2 separate regions of the Pan troglodytes genome follow, and region 2 is linked to region 1. Evidence: chromatin contacts called from public Hi-C data. All regions are on one chromosome and are shown on one strand. Each heading gives the region's core, a stretch centred on a gene start, on an enhancer-like site or on the middle of the called end of the contact. The rest is flanking DNA. Distances are from core to core; before and after follow the strand shown. Region 1 holds the start of LOC104003486. Region 2 holds the start of NSFL1C (NSFL1 cofactor).

What was found. Hi-C and Micro-C count contacts between places; a contact is called where the count stands out from the background.
Region 2: a Hi-C map of stem cell-derived neural progenitor cells shows a contact between it and region 1, with 3 times the contacts expected there. The contact joins the promoter of NSFL1C here to the promoter of LOC104003486 in region 1. A contact is called at or near these places in 1 of 7 Hi-C or Micro-C datasets (stem cell-derived neural progenitor cells) and 1 of 1 datasets of contacts at active chromatin or transcription factors (stem cell-derived excitatory neurons).

The regions. Positions count from the first base shown.
Region 1 is chr21:7,795,662-7,800,430 of NHGRI_mPanTro3-v2.0_pri, reverse strand. LOC104003486 reads left to right here and starts at 2,986. Exons shown (of 6, transcript XM_054674559.2): 1 at 2,986-3,165. It overlaps PSMF1 (proteasome inhibitor subunit 1), which reads right to left. Exons shown (of 8, transcript XM_063803321.1): 2 at 2,647-2,796. The coding sequence starts at 2,775.
Region 2 is chr21:8,141,031-8,146,562 of NHGRI_mPanTro3-v2.0_pri, reverse strand. It overlaps NSFL1C (NSFL1 cofactor), which reads left to right and starts at 2,918. Exons shown (of 9, transcript XM_001154255.8): 1 at 2,918-3,230; 2 at 5,523-5,532. The coding sequence starts at 3,126. SIRPB2 (signal regulatory protein beta 2) reads left to right here. Exons shown (of 7, transcript XR_008541296.2): 7 at 1-352.

The DNA of each region.
Region 1 (4,769 bases), core at 1,737-4,236:
CAGGCTGAAAAATTAAACCTCTTTTTAAATAAACTAATAGGAAAGATGCCTCTCCAGTTTCCACTCTGAACGAAAGTAGACTCAGCAGAAGCGACAGAAGGACAAGTGCAACCTGAGCCCCAATGGCAATCAAGGAGAAAAGGCAGAGAGAAGCAAAAACACACCACACTCTAGTTTGCAATCCAAACACTCATTCCTTCGGGGGCATGCAAGATTTAGTGCTGGGGTAGATAGAGGAAAGGTGGCAATGCCTTACAAAAACCTCATTCCCCAGGCTCCTGGGCCTCCCCAAAGATGTCTGAAACCAGCATCTTTTTCTGGCCTGCAGAAGCTCAACGAATAGCACCATGAACAGAGAAAAATTAGATGGACCTTGGGGAATTGGTCAAGGACCTTTTTAAAAAAAAAAAAAAAAAAACAGTATTAAAATGAGATTGTATTCTTTCTGTACATTTCATCTGAAAATTTTGGAGCCTTGAGTGTACGGCAAGGTGGTAATGCCAGACAGAAGGTATCGACTTATGTGAACTCACGTCCCTAAACTGTCAAAGTGATTCAGACAGCATGAGTGAGGGTGAGAAATGTAGGAGCAGATCCACAGTGATTGATATTTATTTGTGGAATGGCAAGAAGAGAAGGGTATCAGACACACCCTCTAGAACAAGTTCCTCAGCAGAGGTGGATGGGGTTCTGACAGTGTGGCAGAGTAGAAGTAGCTAGCTAGGAGTAGGTAAGGGGAGTGAGGTACATGAGGAGGGACAGAGTGCAAAGCAGAGCTGTTCCATCTGAAGGACAAGACAAAGGGCAGGGGGAGCTGAGGGCCAATGGAGGAGATCCCAGGTCAAAATCAAATCTTACTCCTCTTCTCAGCCCCTCTGTCCCCTGCACCATCCCACATACCAGTTTCTTTGAAGAATCTAGGAAAAGTTGAAATAAAATGACTGGGGCAAGTGAAGAGCTGCTTAAGATTAAAAAGCTGGAGTAAGACAAGTGGGGAGACAAGATTTCTCTTAGGGGAACTATGCATTGAAAGAGGGGCCTGACGCTGAAATGGGGGTGCTGTCTCTACCTGGTCCCAAGGTCTGAAATGCTGAAAGACATTTTGAAGGTATGTGGAATGAAGAGCAGCACAAAGAGAAAGGTCAGGGACAGATGTGTTTGGGAAGGTGAAATGGTTCCTGCTTCCAGGTATGTGTGTGTGAAAGGCTAGCTGTTCTTTTCCATCCTCATCTCCAGTGTTAGAGCCCATTTGAGAGATGAAGTATGTGTGAGTTTGGAGGTGGGAATGGGGATCCTGAGTGTGTACCTGGGGTCCCAGTGAGATAATTGAGGTCTGGGGAAAAAAAGAGCCAGAAATCCCTGACGGTTCTTGTGTTCTGATTCCTGCTGGAGGGGGTAAAGTGTGAGAGGGGTATCGTGGTCTTGGTCTTTAGTTCTAAGAGACAGAGAGGAATAGGGACAGCAGTGAGGGGTGGGGGAAAGGGGATACTTGTCTAAGTGCTCAGAATGTATAAAGCAAGTTTGAAGACAGGTCCCTAAAGCTATGTCAGGAGAGAAGAATTAAGACTCTATTTGAGAAGCTAAAAAAAATGATTACAGGAGTTGAGAACTGAAGCAGTCAAAAAGGAGAGGAAGGGTGAAATCTCATTGCAAGATGCAATAGGTGGGGTGGTCTGTTTCCCATGGCTAGTCTTGGTTCTGAGAGTGAGAGAACAGTGACAGTGAGGGGCAGGCATGGAGGCAGGCCCACTTCTCCCAGGAAGCAGATGTCTAGGATGATGTGGATGTGGGGGATGAGGGTCACAGGGAAGAGACAGGAAAGAAAGAAGAATGCTAGAGCAAAGAATTAGTGAGGTGGGTTGGGTCCAGCAGTCCTAGAACTCTGTGGGGATGACAATGACGTCCCTAGCTGTAAGAGGTGGAGCCTGGGGATGGGAGAAGAGGGGATGGCCCCATGGGGACAACTATGAGGAGAAAATCTTATATGACCCTCACACCCAGGGTGTATGTGTGTACGACTCTGGGGGTGATTGTTTCCTAGAGCTTGAGTTGGGGATGGCAGTAGCGAGTGGACTATGCTGGGCCCTTCAGTAAAGGGTGAAAGGCGTGTGAACTCTCTGGGCCCACGCTAACGGGTGAAAAAAGGGCCCTGGCCTGGGGCTGAGTAGGTCAAAGCTCACTTCTGTACCTGTGCTTGGATCCAGATGTTTGGTGGAGGCTCTAGTGTGGTATGAGGGCGGAACTGAGTCAGTCCCCTCACCCCGAGGCTGGGTGGTAAGGAGTTCAGAGGGGATCAGGTGGGTGAGAAGTGCTCTGGGGAGCTAAAGTCCTGTCTAGATTCTTTTCCATTCTATGGAATGCTAGGTCCACACAGTCCTGGCCTGAGAGGCTGCCAAGCTGTGTTGAAGCGAGTGTCCGCCCTTGAGTTTACAAATCATGTTGTGCCAGCTGTGCTGTGAGGGACTCTGGGCTGGGATGGGGCAGGTGAGCAACCTCCGACCCGCAGGTTTTACCAACGCTGCCATGTGCCCCAGGCCCTGCATTGGGAGAGGCGGGGAAATCGGGCGCTCTGGACCAGGCCTCCGGTACTCTGAGTTTGGGCAGAAGACAGTTCCCTCCTCCACCCTGGCCGGCTCCGTGGCGTACCTGGTCACCGACACCCAAGCCGTAGTAGCCGTGTGTCACCACTTCCCAATGCAAGAAGCAGACGAGCGCGTCCTGCGTGCAGGTGATGGCCGGCGCTGCCGATGCGAACAGTACCTCCAGGCCCGCCATGAGCGCCCGCGACTTCGGCGTCTGGAGGAAAGAAGGGGGCGGGGGTAGTGCAGTGAGCCGGCTCCGCGGCCGGGGTAGCTATAACTCCGCTTCCCTCTTGCGCTGGTTCTTGCCGAGTCCACACCTGAGACCAAAATGGAGACGCCCGGGGACGGGGCGGGGCGGGGAAGCCGGAAGTAGTCCCAACAGCGGGCGCAACTGCGTGAGGCGCGCCGGGCTGGCAACGCGAGCGCAGCACTAAAAGGTTCCGCCAGGGAGCGCGAGCGGGGCGGGGCCCCTCAAAGCCGGAAGCCGGGTCTTCGCCGCAGTCGACAGGATCGCCTGACGCGGGCACAGCGTCCTCCAAGAGGCCACCTTGCTGAGAGGCAGACTTCCCATCCACAAAATGGGGTATGCTAGGCCGGGGAAGGGGCTGGGAAATGTGGCTAAAATACATTCTTAATAATCGTTAACACGTTCGCCGTGCTTGCTACCGTCCACATTATTCTAAATGCTTTACTTGTATTCATTTATTTAATCTTCACAACCCAACTCTATGCAGTTGATATTAACGATTAATGTGCCTCATTGCACAGATGAGGAAACTGAGGCACAGAGGGATAATTTGACCAAGATGACAACAGCCAGCCGGTGAACGGCTGAAATGCTTATGGGAACCTGGCAGTCTGGCTTCTAAGATAACATTTATTAAGTGTTTATTGTGTGCTACGTCGTGTGCTAAAACCTTTACATCACCCTCTCAACAACTCTATGAAGTATGGACCGTTATTATCCCCATTTTGCAGATGACAAAACGGCTCAGAGTTGAAACCACTTCTCCAAGGAGACACAACTGCTGCCCGCAGAGCTGAAGCTCCTGACCCACTACCAAATTTCAATCATTTATTTGCCTACCCCCTTTATGATTTTTACCACCCATTACTTCAACAAGTTTCATGAAATCCACTTATTGTTTTTACCCAGATAAATTTAGTTTCCCCATCCCAGTCACTAACCTGGTTCAAGCTCCTGTCATCTTTCACTTGGATGCCTGGCATCAGCCTCAGAACTGCCCCATTCCATTCCTGTCTCTCTCTAGTCTGTACTGCACTCCGCAACCAGAGAGATTCTGTTAGAAAACAAGTCAGATCGGCCAGGTGTGGCGGCTCATGCCTGTAATCCCAGCACTTCGGGAGGCCGAGGCAGGCGGATCACTTGAGGTCAGGAGTTTGAGACCAGCCTGGCCAACATGGTGAAACCCTGTCTCTACTAAAAATACAAAAATTAGCTGGGTGTGGTGGCGCATGCCTTTAGTCCCAGGTACTCGGGAGGCTGAGGCATGAGAATCAATCGAACCCGGGAGGTGGAGGTGGAGGTTGCAGTGAGCCAAGATCGCACCATTGCACTTCAGCCTGGGCAACAGAGCGATCCTCTGTCTCAAAAAAGAAAAAAAAAAAAAAAAGAAAAGTCAGATCACATCCGTTGGCTCAAAATCGTCACACTCAATGGAAAAGTAAAGTCCTCCCCATGGTCTGCAGGAACCTGCATGTGGTCTGCCATCTCCTGCCCCAGCCCTGCCAGCCCTGTACCTCTCTGATTCAATCTCCTTCAACTGTCCTCTCATCCCCTTTATACCTGCAATAACCTTGGCTCCCCCTCTTCTCTCACATCTACATCTGGTCCAACAGCAAAGCTAGTTGACTCCACTCTCAAAATATATTATGAATCTGACCACTTCCCATCACCTTCACTGCTTCCACTCTGGTCTGATCCTCCAGCATCTCACACTTAAGACTATTGCAGTAGCTTCCCAGCCAGTTTCCCTGTTTCATGTGTTCTGTTTGGGCCTTTGCGTTCCTCTTCCTGGAATGCTCTTTTCCCAGATATCTGCATGTCTTGCTTCTTCATTTCAAGTGGCTCCATCCCTCACTCCTACCATCCTCAACAGAGGGCTTCCCAGACCATTCCATCCAAAATAACCTTCTCCCGTCTTTAATCCCTCTCTGGCTTTTTTT
Region 2 (5,532 bases), core at 1,669-4,168, 350 kb before region 1:
TATTATTTTTTGAGACAGAGTCTCGCTCTGTCACCTTTTGTGAAGAAGAGTGGTAGAAGAAGGCGGTGCTGAGGCTGAGGTAGTAGAGAAGGGTGAGTGGTATCGGCAGCTTCCATGTATAGGGGCCTCTGGAAGGTCTGAATGTCAGTTGGGAAATCAATCATTTGCTCCACCTAGCAGCTCCCCTGGGCCCCTAAGCTATAGAGGGTCTAGCGCTTAGGAGACTGGAGTAGGGGGTCAGAGGAGACACCAGTCCTGGGTACACACAGCTCCTGCCCAAAGTGAAGTCACCACCAGTGAGGACACAGCAGAGGGGGTGCCAAAGGAAGGCTGGGGTGGGGCGGGAGGTGGTGGAAGATAGGATTAAAGGGAGGGGCTGGGGTGAGACTGGAGTGGGAAGGAAGATGGAGATGAGCCCGGAGGGGGCTGGGGGTGAAATGGAGTGAAAGTGGGCTTTGGAGGGTGGGGTGCATTTAGTACTGAGGGTGGAGTTAGAAGGGAAAGTGGGGCGGGGTGGGTCAGGTGCTGGTGGCGGATCTGTGAGGTAGAGGTGAGGCTGGAGGTGGTAGTGGTGGTAGAATTTGGGGATGGGGCTTGGGTGGGATGGGGCTGGAGGTTGGGGGGTGGTGTGGTTGGACATAGGAGAGTGGAGCTAAAGCTGAGCCTTCAGCACCTCCTTCTCTAGTCTTGTTAAGGACACTTAGATAAGTGTTATGTAAATGTAGTTTCAAGTTCATGCCCTCACATCCCCTGCCTTAAACTCCAGTTGGGTCATCTGGAGCTGCCTCCAGAAACCAGCCACAGGAAGTGACCAGCACAGTCCTGCAGTCTAAGGAGAGACAGTGTGGTGTAGTGGTTAGAAGCAGACTCAGGAGCCGTGCAATACTTGGATTCAAAACTCTTTAGAAGTCTAGGTTTCCCCATTTGCAAAATGGAAATGATAACAATAGAACTCACTTCATAGGGTGCATGAGTTAGTGTATCTAAGGCTCTTTGTAGAGTGTCTAGGGGCATAGTAAGTGCTCAGTAAACACTAGCTGCCAGGTAGTGTTATGGGAAAGGATGCCCTCAAGGCCTCTAGAAGAGGGATCAGGGACCCTCTGGCCGAACAAAGAGCTTTCCCTGATGGCACAAAAATGAAGAGGGAGGTGACAATGAGTTTCAATAACTCCAATACCAGCCAGGGAACTGGACCATGAGGAGCTGATCGCCTGCAGATCTTTAAGCTGGGGTTAGTCGTTGTCAGTTTCCAGGGTAGAAAGACCTTACTGGTTGCCAATCGTGAGGTCCAGAGTGAGCCTCTAGCTTCTTGGACTTCCTGGAAAGTTGGGGTGCATTTCGAGTTGACACAATGATGAAAGGGGTAAGGCCTAGGGACCGGGGCTGGTCCTGGGCGGCCTTGCAATAGAAAGGAGAGTCTCACACCACAAAGAAAGGACCCTCCTCCCATGCCTCCTGCCAGGGCCTATTGTGGCTGCAACCATGCTCCTAATAACCTAACCCAAGCCCTAACTCGTTTGTCATATAAACTTAAAGGATTTCTTGCACAGTGTTAATAAGACAGCAAATTTTCCAGGAAAGCAACTACTGTGTCAATTGAGGGAAGACTGGACTTTGTGCTGTTCATAACCTGATTAAGAGGGGTTTTGACTAAGCCTGGGCACCTTCTCAAGGTCTCCTTGAGAAAGGGACACCTGAACTGAGAGCTGAAGAATGAGCAGGGGCCGACAGAGGAAGAGGAAGGGAAGAGTGTCCCACGGTGGTGTTGGAAATTAAAGCTCGAAGTCGCAAGGAAAACCAGCACTCAAATAAAAGATTTCTCAGCAAAGCCAATTTACTTCTGCAGAAGGGTGCCACTCGCACATCTGGTCTTCAGGAAAGCACACCGAACAAAAGAGAGAAGGGGTTTTTATCCCTAATGCGGTTAGTCTCTGCTTCTGTGTCCTGTTCCCATTGGCTGGGGCTGGACGGCACAATCTAAGCTAATCCCGATTGGCTAGTTCAAATGGAGCAGAAATGTGGGCTACAGTGGTAGGGCAAGCGGTTTCGGCAGGAAGAAGAGTTTCCGCGGGAATGGCAATTGTAGCGAGGGTATCCAAGGGAACAGATGTGAGTTATAGATTAGGACCGGCGGGAAGGTTGTTCCCTTCTTAACTAGGGGTAAGGAGGTACAAAGAACAAGGAAGTTAGGCTTTGAAAATAGAGAACAAACAACAAGTGAGCTGAACAAGTAAGTTCCTCTTTGGAGAGGAACTTACTGTACCTCTTGCAAGAGGCAAGAGGGCAAAGAAGCTGAGGACCCAGAAGACAGGATTGTGCCTAAGAAAGTGGCCTTGGAGCAGAGGCCCAAAGAAAGCGGGGAGAGCGCCTTGCCCATTGGTAAGGGAAAGGTGCTCCAGGCACAGAAGCAGCTAATGCAACGGCCCTGAGGCAAATGCAAGATAACTGGCAAGTTCCAGGAACAGCAAGGAGGGCAAGGCGCCTGGAGCAGAGGAAGCTAGCGGATCCCTAGATGAGATGGAGGAACTGGCCCATCTCTCATGGGTCCTGCAGGCAGGCCATGAGACTGTCTTTTATGCGGGGCGAGATAACGAGGCATGGACGTGTTGTGAGCGGAGGCCTAGCCTGTTCAAGGTCTGAATTTTTACCCCTAGAATGTAAGAAGCATGGGAGCAGGGACTTTGTTTTGCTCCCTGCCATATCCACAGCCCTAGAAAAACATCAGGCCATTGATAGCTCTCAGTAAATGCTTGACAAGTAAGTGAATGAACGAATGCACAATTAATGAAATGAGGGCTGCGTCAATGAATAACTGGGAATCTGACTCCTGCAGGGATCCTTCAGCCCACAGGTGTATGTAAGACCCGCCCCGCCTCTCATCCTTCGGGCTCCCACCCCCGCCGTTAGGCTGCGGTTCGCGCCGTAGTCGCCAGAGGGCGCGGAGCGGCAGGGTTTCCCGCACGGAGGGCTTTGCGTGAGGCACCGCGTGGGGCGGGGCTGCGGGCGGGCTCCCAGCTGCTGGGCCCTCATCGGCTGGGCCTCGTCGACCGGCAAGCGGAACGCGGCAGCGGGGCTGGGCCTGTGCGGCGGTCGCCGGAGCGCTTTGGAAGGCGCACGGGGCGAAGATGGCGGCGGAGCGACAGGAGGCGCTGAGGGAGTTCGTGGCGGTGACGGGCGCCGAGGAGGACCGGGCCCGCTTCTTTCTCGAGTCGGCCGGCTGGGACTTGCAGGTAGCGCCGCGAGGCGGGCTGTGTCGGGTGGGCCGGGGACTGCTGGGAGCGGGCGCATGGTGCCTTAAGCCCGCGGCGGCCGAAGCGCACAGTCATCCCCGCTCTACCGCGGCCCGACCCAGGCCTCATGGTCCCGGGACCGCTTGTCACGCGTCGCCTGCTCGGCTTGGGAGTGGGGGAACGCGGGCCAGCCCCAGCCAGTTCTGCCGTGCCAGTTTCACTCTGCCTCGCCCGCTTGCGGCGTCAGCGAGACTTCGGGCACTGCAGCAGCCGGCGAGGAGAGGGAGCGCCTGGGGGCGTGGCTGCCGCGCCGAGTATCTGCTGGAGGCCAGGCTGGTCCGAGTGAGCAGCTCTTGGGTGAAGCCCCACTCGGGACTAGGTGGCCGCTCATTTCCACTTCCGAAGTCCAGCCCGGGAGCTGACCCCCGCCCAGCCTTCCTCATTGCTGGGAGAATACCTCTGGGGTGGTGGCGCAAGGTTGGAGCTTCTTCACCTTGCGTAGTTAACTTATCTGTAAAATGGGAGTCTCGTGGAAATCGCTGTGTAGTTCATTGGCACGTACTGAGTATTCACTAAATACTTGCTAAGAAGACTTAAGCTTCACGAGGCAGGGATTTTTGTACACTGCTGAATTCCCAGTGCCTAGAACAATGCCTGGCACATAATAAGCACTCGGTAATTAACTGTAGAAAGAATTGCATAAATATTCTTGGCCAGCCTCGTCTTAGGTAGATGATGACGGTGATGACTAATATTTATTGAGTACCTACCATGAGCCAAGCGCTGTTCTGACTGCTTTACATGTCTTTTGTCATTTAACCTTCGCATTTTGCAGCTGAGATTAAAGAGGTTAAGTAACTTGCTCAAGGCCTCACTAGCTACCAGGCAGAAGAGGTAGAAGTGGAACTCAGTTCTGTCTGGTTGCAAGCAGGCAGAGCCCAAGCTTTAAACCACCATGTGCCAAGCACTTTACATAATATGATTCGTTTAATCCTAGCAACACTATGAGGTAAAGACTAGACCCATTTTATGGATGAGGAATTGGAAGCACAGAGGGCAAAGAATTTGCTCAGGGTCACATAGCCAGTAAGTAGCGGGGTTGGAATTTGAACTGAGTCTGCTGCCAAACGTAAATTACTCCCCAAACATAAGAATTCGGTAAAGCATCACACCTAGATCACACCTAGACACAATGGGAAGCCCCTATGCTGGGCAGAAATAAAAAGTTTCTACCTGAAAGACCTAAAAGCACACAGTGTTGTGACCGACAGATCTTCTGTCTCGTTCCCCTCACATTGTAGTGGGGAAACTGAGGCTCATGCATGTGACTTGCCTGGCAGGAACAGGACTTGAATGTAGGCTCCCTGAGAATGCCAGTTCACTACATGTCCTGAGACAGCACACTGCCTCCCAGCAGATTACTTTTATCCCATGACAGCTCACTGTCTCCTGTGAAGTTGGTGACCCTGAGGACAGAGGCCATGTCTATTTCATCTCTGTGACCTCAATGCTTTCTTGTGTTTGTGCAAAGCAAGTGATTAGTAAATGCCTGTCCGTTGAGTTGGTGACAGAGATGTCACAAGTGACCAAAGGATTCCCATATTCCTTCTGTATGTGTAGACCTAAGATGCGAGTATGCATAAATCTTAATGGATTATCTCATCCAGTGTGCAGGTTGGTGAGACAGGTACCCCCATTTCACAGATTAGGAAACAACTTGAAAGAAAGGAAAAGTAGCAACCTGGACTGACTCCACAGTTCCTGACTCCGGGCTGTACTGGAAGCGCTTAAGAGTAGGGGCCTGAGTACACTAGCAGGGATGGAACCTGGCTCCACTCTTTACCAGTTGTGTAAACTTGAACAAATTTTTTTTAGTCCTCAGTGCTTCTGTATCAACTATAAAATGAGATGATAAGAGTACTAATAGCATAGAGTTCTTGAGGATTAAACAAATTAACATATGTAGAATGCTCAGAACAACCTGGCATGTAAATGCTCACTAAATGTGTGCTACTTTTACTAGATCACGTTTCTTCATAAAATGAGAATAAAGAGTGTCTTCCACCCCAGCCATTCTTACTGCCTTCTTTTCACCTTAGTGGGTGGAATTTGTTTCAGTTGACACGAAGACTAACAGCTGAGCTGTTAACCTTCTGGTCTAATTTTCTTTGGCCCATGGATGCAAGCTACCTTGTAAGTGTTGGCCATGTCTGTATTCCTTTGTGCTCAAAGGAGATATGCATTAGGTGAAGGCCTGTTTAAGGGTCCCAAGGTACTACCTCTCTGTTTCAGATCGCGCTAG